Regions from separate parts of the Mus musculus genome. Here region 1 is linked to region 2. A link is a contact called in public HiChIP or PLAC-seq data. All regions are on one chromosome and are shown on one strand. Each heading gives the region's core, a stretch centred on a gene start, on an enhancer-like site or on the middle of the called end of the contact. The rest is flanking DNA. Distances are from core to core; before and after follow the strand shown.

The links. HiChIP or PLAC-seq counts read pairs in DNA pulled down with a chosen protein or histone mark.
Region 1: a contact with region 2 is called in an H3K27ac HiChIP or PLAC-seq map of embryonic stem cells, with 4 times the contacts expected there. The contact joins the promoter of H1f10 here to the promoter of Efcc1 in region 2. A contact is called at or near these places in 2 of 39 promoter capture datasets (liver and pre-B cells), 1 of 484 Hi-C or Micro-C datasets (embryonic stem cells), 2 of 115 datasets of contacts at active chromatin or transcription factors (both in embryonic stem cells) and 2 of 9 other capture datasets (adipose tissue and liver).

What each region holds. Positions count from the first base shown.
Region 1 is chr6:87,976,914-87,984,281 of GRCm38.p6, forward strand. It overlaps H1f10 (H1.10 linker histone), which reads right to left and starts at 4,569. Exons shown (of 1, transcript NM_198622.1): 1 at 3,508-4,569. The coding sequence starts at 4,443. The coding sequence ends at 3,877. It overlaps Gm5577 (predicted gene 5577), which reads left to right and starts at 4,770. Exons shown (of 2, transcript NR_026990.1): 1 at 4,770-4,971; 2 at 6,047-7,267.
Region 2 is chr6:87,726,389-87,733,856 of GRCm38.p6, forward strand. Efcc1 (EF hand and coiled-coil domain containing 1) reads left to right here and starts at 4,481. Exons shown (of 8, transcript NM_001159697.1): 1 at 4,481-5,152; 2 at 6,286-6,548. The coding sequence starts at 4,505.

The DNA.
Region 1 (7,368 bases), core at 3,319-5,818, 250 kb after region 2:
TTGCGATTGTACGAGGGATAGTTATATCATGTTAGGCGTATTTACAACCTTGTTATTGTTTCATGTGAACATGAGATATTATTTGTGTCAAGTTGACAAGGGGTGGATTGTAGTGGCTATTCCTGGTTGTCAACTTGACAATATTTGGAATGAACTACAATCCGGAATTGGAAGGCTCACCAGTGACCCTTATCTGGAGGCTTGGAGATCCTTATCTGGATCTTGGTTTGAAGATCTTGAGCCATAGTGGCTATGGATTCCAGAAGATTGAATCTCCGAGTTAAGGAACACACCTTTAATCTGGGCTATGCCTTTCATCTGGGATTAAAGGTGTGGTGGAACACACCTTTAATCTGGGCTACACCTTTTGCTGGAGACAATATAAGGACATTGGAAGAAGGGAGTCTAGCTCGAGCTCTTGCTCCTTCGCCTGCTTGCTGCGTGAGACTGAGTAACTGCTAGATCCTTGGACTTCCATTCACAGCTGCGACTGAACAATTGTTGGGAATTGGGCTGCCGACTGTAAGTCATCAATAAATTCCTTTATTATCTAGAGACTATCCATAAGTTCTGTGACTCTAGAGAACCCTGACTAATACACCACCGCTCCTCTTCTTCTGAAGAATCAGAGCCCTCTAAACACAAACTGGGCTTGTGTGTCGTTTCTTCTTTCTCCTCCTCCTCCTCCTCTTTCTCCTTCTTCAGTAGGTGGAGGTTAAAAGTGTGATAGAAATTCTCAAATAATTAAAATAATGTGAACAACAACAGCAACAAAGAATTAGAGCCATATACCACTGCCTCAGGAATAGTGACATAGCCAAGAACACCTGATGTGTGCCGCCCTACGTCATCTGAAATCTGACATCCCGAGCCAGTGATAAAGGTCCTTCAGCATCACCCCTTCCAAAGCCCATGCTCAGATCTGGCAGAGGGACAAGTTCAGGACAGGTTCTTGCAGACATGGTGACCCCAGTCTGTGGTCACTCTGGCTTTGGTGCTCAGAACAGGGATGTCTGGAGGCTAGGAAGAAGGCAGACCTGGGTATACCCAAAGCAGACCGGAGATCTGGGGGCTTACAAGGAGGTAGTAGCCTGTTTACAGGTGTGTAATCACAAGTAAATTGGTCTTGACTCTACTTATAAGTGAGTCTGGCTCAGAAACTCTTGACTCAGAGAGAGCAATCTTGGTTCCCCAATCAAAAGCCCTGTGAAACCAGGTCCAGCACCTTGAGCCTCAGCTTCCACCCAGCCCTTCCCATTAGTGGGTGCAGAGAGGCAGCACTTGGGCCTGGACTGCATTACAGAGAAGTCCTCAGCCTCTTGGCTGCATCAGGCTACCTCTCCCAAAATACTTTTTCCTTAGCCAGACGACATTTGTGTTTGACTGGAATCCAGGGCCGCTGGGATCAAGACCAGGAATAGTGAGGAAATGGATTTGGAACATAATGTCAGGAGGCACAAGGGTTCCAACCTGGCCATTGGCTGACTGTGTCTCATCCTAGGGACTCAACAGTTGCATCAGTAAAGTAACCCTTTTGCACACATTCCTCTCGGAGGAGACCAAGGCTGTACAGTGCTCTTCCTAGCTCCTGGCCCATGGGAAATAGGGGTGGCTGGCTAGGGTCATATAGCTTTAACTTAGGATGCTTCTCAGGCAGGTAAACTCGGCAAGGAGGTAACAAACTCAGCAAACACCTTATGGCATGAGTGAGTCTGGTTGAGCAGGTAAGGGAGGGCTTGGGGACCCTGGGCAGAAAGTTTAGAAGAACAACCATTTGAAGAAATGACAAAGGAATATGAAGGAAGAAGGTAATTCAAGAATTTGGAGACCAGGATGCAGTTGACAGCAACCCTTATCAAACAAGCTTATCTACAGAGCAGTACAGCAGCCCTAGGGTGGTCAGGCCCATGAGCTCCATTCAGAAATCTTTGAACATGTGCCCATTTCCTGCCTCCAACTCCCCAATCTTGATTCCTTTCAGGCAGCCTTTCCCACTACCAACTCTGCCCTCATATTCCTACCATTTAGTGATCCAGAGGAAAGAACAGCTGTTTCTCAGTAGTCACCTTAGAAGTCCTCCAGTCGCTCGGCATTGAACGATCTGGCAGCAGGAACCAGTCTGTTTCACTGAGCCATCTCTCCAGCCCCCCACAGCAGCTAAGATAACAACTGACTTAAGATCTTACTGGCCAGGTCTTAGGTCACATAACCACCCCTGGGGCTGGAGAGGTTCAGTATTCTCCCTGTAACCTGACATTGAGGTGGGCTGGGTCCCCAAAAGGACAATTACAATGGGCTGGCTAGTTTTATGTCAACTTGACACAAGCTAGAGTCATCTGAGAGGAGGAAACCTCAAGAGAAAATGCCTCTATAAGATCCTGCTGTGGTGCCTTTAATCCCAGCACTTGGGAGGCAGAGGCAGGCAGATTTCTGAGTTCGAGGCCAGCCTGGTCTACAGAGTGAGTTCCAGGACAGCCAGGGCTACACAAAGAAACCCTGTCTCAAAAAACCAAAAAAAAAAAAAAAAAAAAAAAAAAGGAAATTCTAAATAAGATGTCTATTGACGAGTGCCCTGGGTCCTTCAGTGTCTAGGAAAGCCTAGGCCTGAGTGGAAGTAAGAAGCCAATGGGAGATGGGTGACAGAGAAGGATGAACCAGAGAGCAGCATGTGAGGGATAAACCACTGGAAGGCAGGTACAGAGTCGGGAATTATGAAAAGACGACGAGGAATAATAACCTGAAAGGCACCCAGAAGCTCATGAAAAGCCTCCAGTGGGTTAGCAGGGTAAGAGTTAGGTTAGGGCTTTCACCAGCACTTGGAGAAGAGCCACCCCTTAGCCTTCAGGAAACCTCAAAAAGATCCATGGAGCAGCGCAAGGCTGTTTCTTAGGCCCAGCTGTTATGACCCTGTGGACTGAGCCGTCTGGAAGTCATTGCCTCACTGACCAGCTTGAGGGTGGTCCACCCCAATTCAACATGATACCTGCCTATGCCCTTTGCAGGGCAACTTCAGCCAGGTACCAGACATCCAAGAGGCAGTGAAATGCCCACTTTGGGCAGCTCAGTCTGCTTCATGATCACACCTGCCAAGAAACACTGGTCCCTTCCCACCCTCAAGACACTGCCAAGACCCAAAAAGGTGATACAGGGAAAGAGCACCATGTAACCCTCCCCTAACTCGGGTTCCATCTCACCCTACTTGTATGTGTACATACTGTTCAGAACCTTCCTAGTCTTCCATTTGGTAAAACTGTCCATTATGTTGCACTAGATCCTGAGGTTTAATTTCCAACATGTAGAAATCTTTTATCTTTTATATGCTGGACACTGCAGCAACCCAAGACTGGGAACCCACTTTTACAAGAGTTCTCCACTGGGCAGCTGTCTCTGGGCACATCTGTCCCACCTCTGGCAGCGCCTGCTAGTTGTCTAGCTGGTCTTAATGACCCTCGACTCCCCCGCAGGAACCCCAAGCAGCCTCCAGCGCCCACAAGACAACGACAATGGTCAAGGTTGGAACCGTTTATTGCGCCCCAGGAAGGCAGCGGGCGGAGCAAGGCGCCACACAACCCAAGCGCCTGGTGGCCATCAGCGGGCACAGTAGGCAGGCGCCACCAGGCCATTGGCGCCGCCGGGCCGGTAACCATGGCGACGGCCGTTGCCAAGGGTGAGAGCCAATGGGGGCGTCGCCAGGGCCGTTTCAAAAACCTAAAGCAAACAGAACGCAGCATCGCTGGGGGAGGGGCGGGGGAGGGGACAGGGATCAGGGACCTGGGCCAGGCGGAACCCTACGGAACCGGTACACCGAGGGTGGGGGGGGCGGATAGGGATAGAGACAGATGGAAAACTCGACGATGTCGCCAGACCGTAGGGGCGTCACTTGCGGCCCTTGGGCACCTTGGGCACGCTGGGTTTGGCCGCCTTCTTCACTTTCTTCGCGCTGGCAGCAGCCGCCGCCTTCTTGCTCTTGTGCGCGCGCCGCTCCGGCTGCGGCCTGGCGGGCGTTCTGTCCGCCGCCGCCGTGCGCGCCTTGGGCGCGGGGCTGCTGGCCGCCGAAGCTCCGCGCCGCTCCGCGCCGCCCTCCAGCTTCTTGCGGTTCAGCTTGAAGGATCCGTTGGCGCCGGTGCCCTTCACCTGCAGTAGCGTATCGTTCTGCACCAGCGCCCGGATAGAGTACTTGAGGTAGGTGCGCCCGTTCTGCTGGTCGAACCATGCCACCTTCCTGGCCTCAGCGTAGATGCGCGCCAGAGACGAGCCGCCGCGCTCCCCCAGCTTGCGGATGGTCTCCACCACCAGCTGGCTGTACTTGCCTGGCTGGTTCTTCTTGCGGTTCTTCCTTCTCTTGGGCTGCGTGGGCGCCGCAGAGCCGCCGGCCTTGGCCGTCTTGCGGGCCGTCCCGTCGGCGCTCGTTGGCGGCAGGGCCTCCTCAAGCTCCACCGACATGGTGGCCAGCGGGTTGGCGGCAGGCGGCGCGCGGTAGCCGGGGGGCCGCGCCGGGAAGAGGAAGGCGAGGGGCCGCGGCGGCGCCGGGGGACTGGGGGCGCGCGGCGGCTCCAGGCGGGAGCGGCCGCGGCCGGGCCTGGGACCAGGCGGCAGGGCTGAGGTGCGGGCGGGGGCCGGGCCGGCCGCGGCGGGGCTGGGGGGGTGGGATGCGGAGAGGAGCCTGCGGGGAGCGCGGCAGCACTGCGCGGGCTCCGGAGCTCTGGGCGTGCGCGCTACGCTCTGGCGGAGAGCGCGCCCCGCTCCGCTTTTATTTCCCCGTGGCGGACCACGTTGAGAACAACAACAGCCTGGGCCCAGTCCAGCGCCAACTTGTGCTTCTTGGAGCGCCTTCCGCGGCCACTGGCTCCTCCGCCCGCGGCTCCCGGGCGCGGCTGCACCCTCAGCAGTGTGCCCTGGACAGCATCCGAGCCCGCTGCGCTGCGCAGAGGCGGCCTGCGCCTAGGACGGGCTCAGCGGAGCGGCTCAGAGGTGTGTACCCCAGGCTATAGGAGCATGGAGGAGGGGGGCGCTCGATTTGCAAAGGATTAGCACGGGCCCCGGGCGAGACCCCAAGACCGAGAACTTTGCAGGCGGCAGACAAGAGTGCTCCTCAGGCACCTGAGTTGGTTCTGGGCCCAGGGGACCACAGCCCTGCCCGCAGGAAGGGCATTAATTTGTCCCAACTAACACAGGGTACGCCCTCACGCGGCCGACAGGAGCAAGGCAAAGCCCGAGAGCGTGCTGGGGCGGGGGTCTTCTCAGAATCCTAAGGGGAACCAACAGAAGGGAATTGCCCTGAGGTTGCACGCCTGGCATCTCAAAGATGAGTCAGTGCAGGCACGACCACAAGGGCCTCTCCCTAGACACTTCCTCACCACTCTCTGGCCCCAAGTACCCCATTTTGTGATGCTTAAGTAGCCGTCCCTGGACCCCTCAGAATTAGATGGGGGCTCCAGGATGGAAAAGTGTAAGGTTACCCTTAAGGCATTTCCCTTAGAGGGTGTGGCAGGGGATTTGGCTTTTGAGGATCCTGCCGGCTTTGGGGGATCGAATACTGCATCACTTGGTGCGGGAGGACTTGAAGGAGGTGGTGGTACAGAGAAGGACCTGAAAGCCTGGGAAGTAGTCCAACGGTGGAGAGAGGGCTGTGCAGGCAATGGCCAGCCTGCGGAGGACATAGTAGACACCACTAAAGCGTCCAGGCCAGCTTTGTTCCAATAGGTAAGCAGTTCCCTGGCCTCTTGGGTGAAAAGAGGGAGTGACTGCCTGTAGATCAAGAAGGCCCAGATTCTCAGCCTTTCAAACTCAGTACTCGTGGGTGTGCCAGCCTCCCCGCACCCCACGACCTCATCCCCATCAAAGGAAGGATCGTCAGGAAGTGGCCAGGGTTTAGCAGAGCCCAGAGCCCAAGTCATCCTCTTGTGACTCGTTCTCAGGAGGAGGGCCAAGGGGCCTGTGAGTTTTGAGGGACAGCGGGCTATAGGGTGCAGGCTCTCCTGGACTCACTACCCTCTTTTTCTTTAAACCCCTTCCGTGGGCTGATGACACTCACTCCTATCTCCAGCTACCAGGAGCCCGCTGCTGCTGCTGCTGCTGCTGCTGCTGCGTACCCTGCGTGCTGGAATGCCATGCTGCCCTCAGGCTCAGGCAGAAGCTTCAATCAGGACAGATGTTGTTCACCAGACTGGTGTCTGTTGGTCCAGTCAATCTGAGGTAAGACAGACAAAGCAATGTGAGAATCTAGTTTGTCTTTCTTGTTAAGAGTCAGGAAACTTCAATACAATCGATAAGCCCAAAATTACCCACAGAGATGCTGTTTTTTCCTAAGGCATGTAAACATCAAATGAACTGTAATTAATTACGCAAGAATGCTTAGAACATCGAGTTGTTACCTTATTAGCCCTTCCCTAACATCTAAGACTGCATCCCATAAAAACATTATTTCATTCACAAAAGGAAAATTTAAGATTTTAAAAAGTGAGCTAGTGCATATATTTCACTAAACTTTTAATCTTTGCTTGCACTTTAATGACGTGGAAACTTAAAGAGTTCTTTGGTTGAATGGGGTTTGCAAACGTGAAGGAACGTTTAGCTGAAGTGGACACAGGAAAAGGATGTTCTGCTCAACCAAGCACATGAAAGGACACGTGATGAGGGAGTCTTTGCTAACGACACGCATGCATTGGTCCGAGTTACACTGTGGAGTTGCACTGCGTTTGTTGGACTCCATAGAAAAACACAACAACAAAACTTGTGGTGGTGTGCTGCGGCTTCTTGCCACATCCGCAGACTAGGGCTCATGCGCAGAGTGATGTCAGCTGAGACAGATAGGTGCTGAGGCAAGACCTATGGGTGAGATGTGATGTTTGGATGTATAAATAGAATATAACTAGGACTCGATGGACAGTGGCAGAGGCTGACCTGATCTTCTCTTCCCTGAGAGGGGCACAGCCAAGAACTTCCTGGCCATTTCTCCTTGGTCCCTCCTGCTGACTCCAGCCAAGGCCAAGGCCTGGCTGTCTCTGCTAGGTAGTACCACTGCTGCTGATTGGTGTTTGCTATCCCAACTACTGAGCTGGACTGCTGGTGTGTCCGTGAGGTGTTTTCGAGTGGATCGAGCTGCCGATTTCCAGACAACACAGATGGGAGTTGCTCCAAAGAACCTTTCTAAGCAGGTCCACTTCCCCTGTATCCTTTCTTTTCCACTACCTCTGGTGGGTGGTGGGCTACAAGGAATGTTAAAGTGTTTAAGAACCATCATTAAAAATAGGCGTTTGAAAGAATTAAAGTTATACTTTAAGCTTTGCTTAATCTTTAAACTATATTGTAAATTATATTCTCTGAGGACTATAACTTGGAAAGTCATTGTAAAGTGTGTGTGTGTGT
Region 2 (7,468 bases), core at 3,231-5,730:
AACCAGGTTCATCTGCAAAGAACAGGACTCTATCACACCCAGATATTTGCCTTAAATGGCTACATTAAGCTTCAGGCCAGGACTTCGTGGTCCAGCAGAACTTCATGGTTCCACTACCAACACCTGGAACCACAAGGGCTTGAACATCACTGGACTAGAGAACATTCAATCCACTGATGTCTACCAGAAGTAGTTTTCCCCTTTGGTGCTCTGAATTCATATTCGAAACTATGAATTGGTGTGAAGCAAAACAACCAAGTCCCTACTTTGTGATGATTGTCGGAGCACCAGGTCTCCAGCCTAAAGTGGCTCAGACCATGTACGGAGCTGATACCTGATGTAGTCTGAGGGTTGCTTTAAAGCTCACATGCCAATAAAAAGACATCTATTATTTGTGACTAACAATAAGAGCAGACACTAAGCAACATGCCACAATGCCATTTGCTGTGACAACCATGGGGAAGGAGCTAAATTAGGAGCCATAGGTCTATTTCTTCTGGTGTATTAAATACTATTCCAGGTGGGCAGTGCTCCTCTCATACAGTCTGGTGTTTCCTACAGAAGGCAAATGATCCACTGAGAAAGAAGTAATCTTCCAAGGCTGATAGGATCCTTAGTAGGTAAGGTAAAGGCGTTATGGATAGGTGAACAGATGCCAAGGCCTGAGGCAGGAAGCAATGATGGTAAAAGTTAAAGGGACGGTAGGTACTGATGTGCCATCCTTGGGGTCAAGATGGTGACTTTGTCTTTTATCCCTAGTGAGTTCTGAGCAGAGGAGGAGGGTCATGGTATAACTTAAGATTAACCGCATCCCTCAAGGACTGGACACAGGCATTCAAGGGCATGAATGTGTGTGTGTGTGTGTGTGTGTGTGTGTGTGTGTGTGTATGTGTATACACATACACACACACACACACACACACACACACATATATATACACATATATATACACATAAAATTCAAGCCTTTGGGGCAGGTGAAGCAATCCCACAGGAGAGAGGTGTGAGGAACTTGAGCTAGAGTAATCACAGTACACTAGGAAGGAGGCAGATTCAGGACAGGTTTCAAAGGTGGGTCCATTGTACAGGCTTGCAGTAGGATCTAGGCATGCCTCAGGGGAACCTTGTTATAATTCAGATCTGCAATGTCTTCTGAAGATATGTATGTGAAAACCTTGGTCCCTTGGGTGCTGCTCTTGGGAGGTGGTAAAAAAGTCCAAGAGATGAGACCTAGTAGCTTGCCACTTGGGTCGTGTCCTTAGTGAGTGGACTCCTAATCCCATCCTCTTCCTCTTTCCACCTGCCTTAGTTAGGTTTTTGTTGCTATGAAGAGACACCATGACATTTAATTTAGGATGGCTTACAATTTCAGAGGTTTAGTCCGTGATCATCATGGCGAGAAACATGGCAGTGTGCTGGCAGACATGGTGCTGGAGAAAGAGCTGAGAGTTCTACATCTTAATCCAAAGGCAGCAGAAAAATACTGTGAGCCACACTGGGCATAGCGTAAGTGTACAAGGCCATATCTACTCCAAGGTCACACCTCCTAATAGTGCTACTTCTTATGGACCTAAAGGGCCACTGTATTCAAATGACCACATCACCTATGAAGTGTATGTCATTTTAACCACCATGTATGCCTGTATGTCACCAAAAGCCCCAAAGCAAACTGTGAGCCAAAATAAATCTCTCTCTTCCTATGAAGCTAGTCCCCTGAAGTACCTGTTACCGTGATGGTACCAGCTGACTGGTACAGGCCTGAAGAAAGAGGTTGGTGCCAGGCACTGCAGTGAAGAAAATGCAGGTTGGGCATCTCTGAATCACTCAACACCCTGGAGAACACATGGAGTGCGCTGTCAGAGTCAGTGAAAGCAGAGGCCTCTATGGGGAAGTCAGGGGCCATTCCTCAAGAAGACATCTAACTACCACAGGATGCATCTGTCTTAGGCTGCTTCCTATTGCTGTGGTACCGAAAGCAATGGGGAAGAATGGGTCTATTTACCTTACAGACCACACTACAGCACTGAAGGAGGGACTGAAGCAGAGGCCACAGAGAAACCATGCTCACTGACTGCATGGCTTGCTCAGTCTGCTTTCTTTTTTTTTTTTTTTTTTCTTTTGTTTTTAGAGAAAGGGTTTCTCTGTGTAGCCCTGGCTGTCCTGGAACTCACTCTGTAGACCAGGCTGGCCTTGAACTCAGAAATCCACCTGCCTCTGCCTCCTGAGTGCTGGGATTAAAGGCATGTGCCACCACCACGCCCGGCTATCAGTCTGATTTCTTATATAATACAGGATTATCTGCGCCAGGGTGACTCCACAAACAGTGGGATGGGCCCTCATCCCATACCAATCTTTAAAGGAGAGAGAGAGAGAGAGCGCGTGCATAAGGTGTCACTTCAGTAGCTTACTTGTGCTTTGCCAAGTAAGGAAGTATTGAATTTGCTGCCTTTGGATTTCCATCAGTGCAGCAAAGGCTGTGATGTTAGGTAATGTGAGCATGGTGGTCCTTTCCTGCTCGGGGTTACAACCTAAAGCTCATGAGTAGCTTGGCTAGAAATGCCTTTGGTGTCAAAAGTACTTTGAAAAAGTAATGTCAATTTTATATTCTATTCAATATTATCAGCACCTGTTTTAATATAAAAAGTGTTTTACACTACCTACATTTTTCTCCCCCCCCCCAAAAAAATCAAATAAAGATGATCTAGGAATACAAAAAAAAAAATGCAAGCAAACACGCAAATAACAATTACACAGGAGACCACCTTAAATTCCCCCTTTTAATCTTATGTGTATAGGTGTTTTGCTTCTATTTATCTATGTGTCATGTGCATGCAGATGAGGGCATTGGATTCTCTGGGACTGAAGTTACAGATGGTTGTGAGCCACCTTGAGGGGACAAGAATTGGACCCAGGTCCTCTGGAAGAGCAGCCAGTGCTCTTAACCACTGAGCCATCTCTGCAGCCCCAGAAGGTCACCTTCTATTAGATTCCAGTCATATGAATATCTAGAATAAGCAGATTATGGATTCATAAAGTAGTCGCTTCCCTTAGCAGAAGGACAAGTTAGAGACTGAGCAGTATTGGGGTGCACATGGTGAGGGCAGGGTGGGGATGGAGGGAGTAGAAATATTGAAGTACTAGACTGTAGTTGTGGTCAGATAACTGTAACATACTAAAAACTGTTGATCTGTACATCTTACAGTGCAATCTCCCATTTCAGCAAAAGAGCCAGTGCACCGATAGCAAAGGGTTCACCATCACCAGAAACAGCAACCAGATGTTCTGTGGCTGCCATTCCTTATGTGCATCCTTGTAGAAAGCATCCAGTAATGTTCTGTGCAGTGTTGTTATTATCACATACCATTCATTAGTCATAACAGTCACAATAACTGCTGTAGCGTGTTTCCTCGTTTATCCCTGTTCCACGATTTGTCCTGCCTGGGCCCCTGCTGAATATCAGCTTCTAGCCATTATAATCAATAATGTGGTCAATGAACATGCTGTGCATGTGGTTTTCCAAGGTAGAAGCCAAGGTATGGTATTGTACATTATTCCGTTAAATTGCCATTGGTTTTATAATTAACATATATATGTACACATGTATATCCAAAATGCTTGGGATGTCTGATTCCTTCCCGAAGTGTGTGGAACAAAGGACAAAGTGCTGGTCGGGGGTGCTATAATGGAGGAAACAAAATGATAATGCTTTTCAACTGGGATTTGTACACAAAACAAGATCTGCTTATCTAATAGTCAAGGGCCGCTGAGTTTGCTCTTCGCTCCAATATGGCTGGGTAAGGTTCCCATGGCAAGCGCCAGACGGAGTCAATACTACATTTCTGTGAAAGAGAGAAGAAAAGCCAGTTAGCTCTCAAGAGCAAGCAGGTCTGCCCAGCATCTTCCAGAATCAAGTTCTAGGGCACCAAAGAAAATAGTGGCCAAACAACTGTTTACCTCATCCCAGCCAGCGGAAGGAGCTCAGGCCAAGCAACCACCTGGAGCCCAAAGGTGGCCGCGGTAGACAACCACTTTCCTCTCACCAAAACTCTAACTTCATCCACGTCCAAGTTTGTTTCCTCCTCGGTTCTAGTTACGAGGAGGGAGGGAGAGCTTAGGAAGCAGTCTGGAGAAGAGGCAGAGAACGGCCGGCCGAGGGCTGGGAATTGCAGAACACAACAGCAGGCGCAGGCGCTCCAGCCTCTGGTGACAATAGCGGAAAGGCCTGGAGAGGGCAAAAGAACTGAGTCAGGAACTGGTTACAGTGATGGGGATGGGGATAGGGATGGGGAGCGATGGGGAGTGCAGGTCAAGGCCATTACTAGAGCGCGTAGCTCCAGCGCCTCCCATCGGGACAAACACAGACGTCCTGCACAGTCCACGCAGCTGCCTGGATACGGTCCCGTGCCTCTCTGGCCTGACCGTGGCCGCCCAGCCCCTCCCTCCGCGGACGCGGGCGGCTGTCTGAAGGCGCCGATCTGCCGAGAGAAACCGCCAGGGTTTGGGCATGGAGAGCTCGGCGGGTGACCCATACCGGCGACCTGCGCGGCGCACTCAGTGGCTGCTGAGTGCCTTGGCTCACCACTACGGGCTGGACCGCGGCGTGGAGAATGAGATCGTGGTGCTGGCTACCGGTCTGGATCAGTATCTGCAGGAGGTTTTCCACCACTTGGACTGCCGGGGAGCGGGCCGCCTACCGCGCGCCGACTTCCGTGCGCTCTGCGCGGTACTGGGGCTGAACGCTGACGGGGAGACGGCCACGGAGGACGCAAACTCCGCGGAGGCGGCCTCCACGAACCCGGCTGCTGGGATGATCGCTGGCGGGGACGCGGACGTCAGGGAAGAGGCGCGCCTGGCTCTGCGAGCCGACCCTCCAGAGCTCACCTTCCGCCAGTTCCACGCGCGCCTCTGCGGCTATTTCAGTAGCCGAGCGGGGCCCCGGCTGCCCCGCGGAGCTCTTAGCGAGCACATCGAGACACAGATCCGCCTCCGCCGCCCGCGCCGCCGCCGCCGGCCTGGCTCACCGAGCCTGCACGGTGGCGCCTATGGCGAGCGGGTGGCACATCTAGAGGAGGAAAACAGTAGCCTACGCGAGCTGGTGGAGGACCTACGGGCTGCGCTGCAGAGCAGTGACGCGCGTTGCCTGGCCCTTCAGGTGCGAGGGATGCCTCGGGTGGAGACAGAGACGCCCCACCGCGGCCCAGCCCCTCCTCAGCTGGTTCTCTCCGTTCCCCATTCCACCCCCTTCATTCCAACTTCCACCCCAATGTATCATTCCTTAAGATCCCAACTTCCTACCCAAGTCCCTTCTAATCCTAGAAGGAACCTGTTTAAGTAGCCAAGTAGTGATGGGTCAGCACACATCCTTCTTCGGGAGGTTTAAGGAAAACAAAGGACTGACTGCCCTTCCCCAAGTCAGCGAAACTTGTTGAATCCCTCACAGCCAGGCCTCTAGCCCAGGTGAGAAAGACAATGATGGCCAGCAATGAGGGCCAGGCTCACTCTGAGCTATTGAGGTGGAGCCATTGAGTGAGCTGGTCTCTGGGATCAGTCAACGAACACTTGAGCCCTCGGTGTTCAGTGTAGCTCAGGTGACCAGCTAAGGGAGAAAAGGGGCCCTTATAGGCGTATAGGAAGAGGACCTGCGTTACATTGGTGTCTCCTGTCTCCTAGTTGCTGCAGAGTACAACTAGGTGTCAAAGTGGCCTTCGTGGTTCATATGTCTGCCAGGAGAGTGTAAGATGGGGCAGAAGGAACCCTGGGAGTGCGTAGAGTAGTGTGTGTGTGTGTGTGTGTGTGTGTGCGCGCGCGTGTGTGTGTGTGTTGCCTGAGACTAGGTCTCTCATTTAAAAGGGTCTCTCCGTCTTTCACGCTCAAGTGCCTACTGGGCACATTGTCCCAGCTTCCTTTATGCTTTGGAACACTGCAGAAAACAAAACAGATCAACCCCGTTTCCAAGGACAGTCCAGAGCACAGATCTCAGAAAGGGCGGAAATTTCAGTCTGCTCTTTAATCTGTGCCTTGAGTCCAGTGAATTAGGAGCAGCGTACACTGGATGCAGGAATTAAGCCTAGAAGGCACGACTTTGGGGGATTACTGTCACCATGCAGAAAAACAGAGGGTGGACTTCCTGTCCCAACTTCCCTCGTGGGGGGTGGGGGTGAGGGGTATTGCATACACTTGCTTTAGCCGCTTGTGCCAGTTGCTCAGTGAGCTAGCTTTGTGGTTGTAAGGGGATGACCCCGTAGACTTCTGCAGTGGTCACTCACTGTGGCTTCCCGCGGACAGGTCGGCCTCTGGAAAAGCCAGTCGGACATCCCAGAAGCGGCGGCGCACGAGCTGCAGCGAGCGCAGGGCGCGCTGGCAGAGGCGGAGGCGCGCGCCCGGCGGCTGCAGCGCGGACAGGTGGAGGTGCGGCTGCGCACCGAGGAGGCTCGGCAGGCGGTGCGACGCAGCTTGCACCGAGTGCGGGAGCTGGAGGCGCTGGCGCGGCGTGTCCCCTGCTTGCAGCGCCAGGTGCAGCGACTGGAGGCAGAGCTTAGAGGTTACAGGTGAGCGGTGAGCGGGGCAGCAACTGGGGGGGGGGGGCGGGGAGCAGATGGGGCGGGGTGCTGTTTCCCAAACCTAGGCGAGCATCCACGCTACGCACTCTAATGTTCATTCCGGTCTTCAGCTATTCGTACATATGATTCTTCCATTTTGTAAGTCAGTACTCCACTACCATCCATCGGCCCATCCATCTGTTTACGCTCCTGTTCATCCACGAAATCCTTTCACTTGTTACTCGCGGATTGCAATCAGTGATACCCATTTTTGGCTCTTCAGTTTGATCCTGATTATCACTGACTGCGCACTGTGTACGGGCGGGCCCAAGTAAAAGCACTTTATGGGCTTGTTTCAGTTCATCCTTAGGAAACCCAGCGAAGAGGGACCTGTTATGATCCCATTCTTCAGATGAGGAAACAGATTTAAAGTGACCTTATGTGCTAGCTGAACACGGCAGGAAGCTAGACTCTGGAACCAGGCTCCAATTCTAGCAAGGCTGTTGACAGATGTGTAATTTTGGCAAGTCACCAGCTGTCCTCTAGCCTGTTGCTCCTGGGTGGAGCAGACTGGAGTCTTTGCAGAGCAGAACAGCCGTGAGGCTCTCTCTGCCTAGCGTTTTTTTCACATGGTAGGGCAGGCCTGTCTCCTGATTTGCACAGCAGCTGAGACCTTCTGGGCCACTGTCTACCTGGCAAAGGATGTGGCTGTGAAGAGAACAGACCAAAATCCCTGTCCTGGGCTGCAATTAGAGAGCATGAGACTTCCACGGGAACAGAAGTGAGGCGGAACAAACGCTAGAGCTGGGGTAGGCCTGTTCCTGCTGCAGGCTTAGCCTGGCCCCTGCCCAGAAGTAGGAGCTTAAAAGCTGAGAAAATAGGAACAGTATGGGCAAAGCCTTCAGGGTCACCATAGCACATTCCAGAAA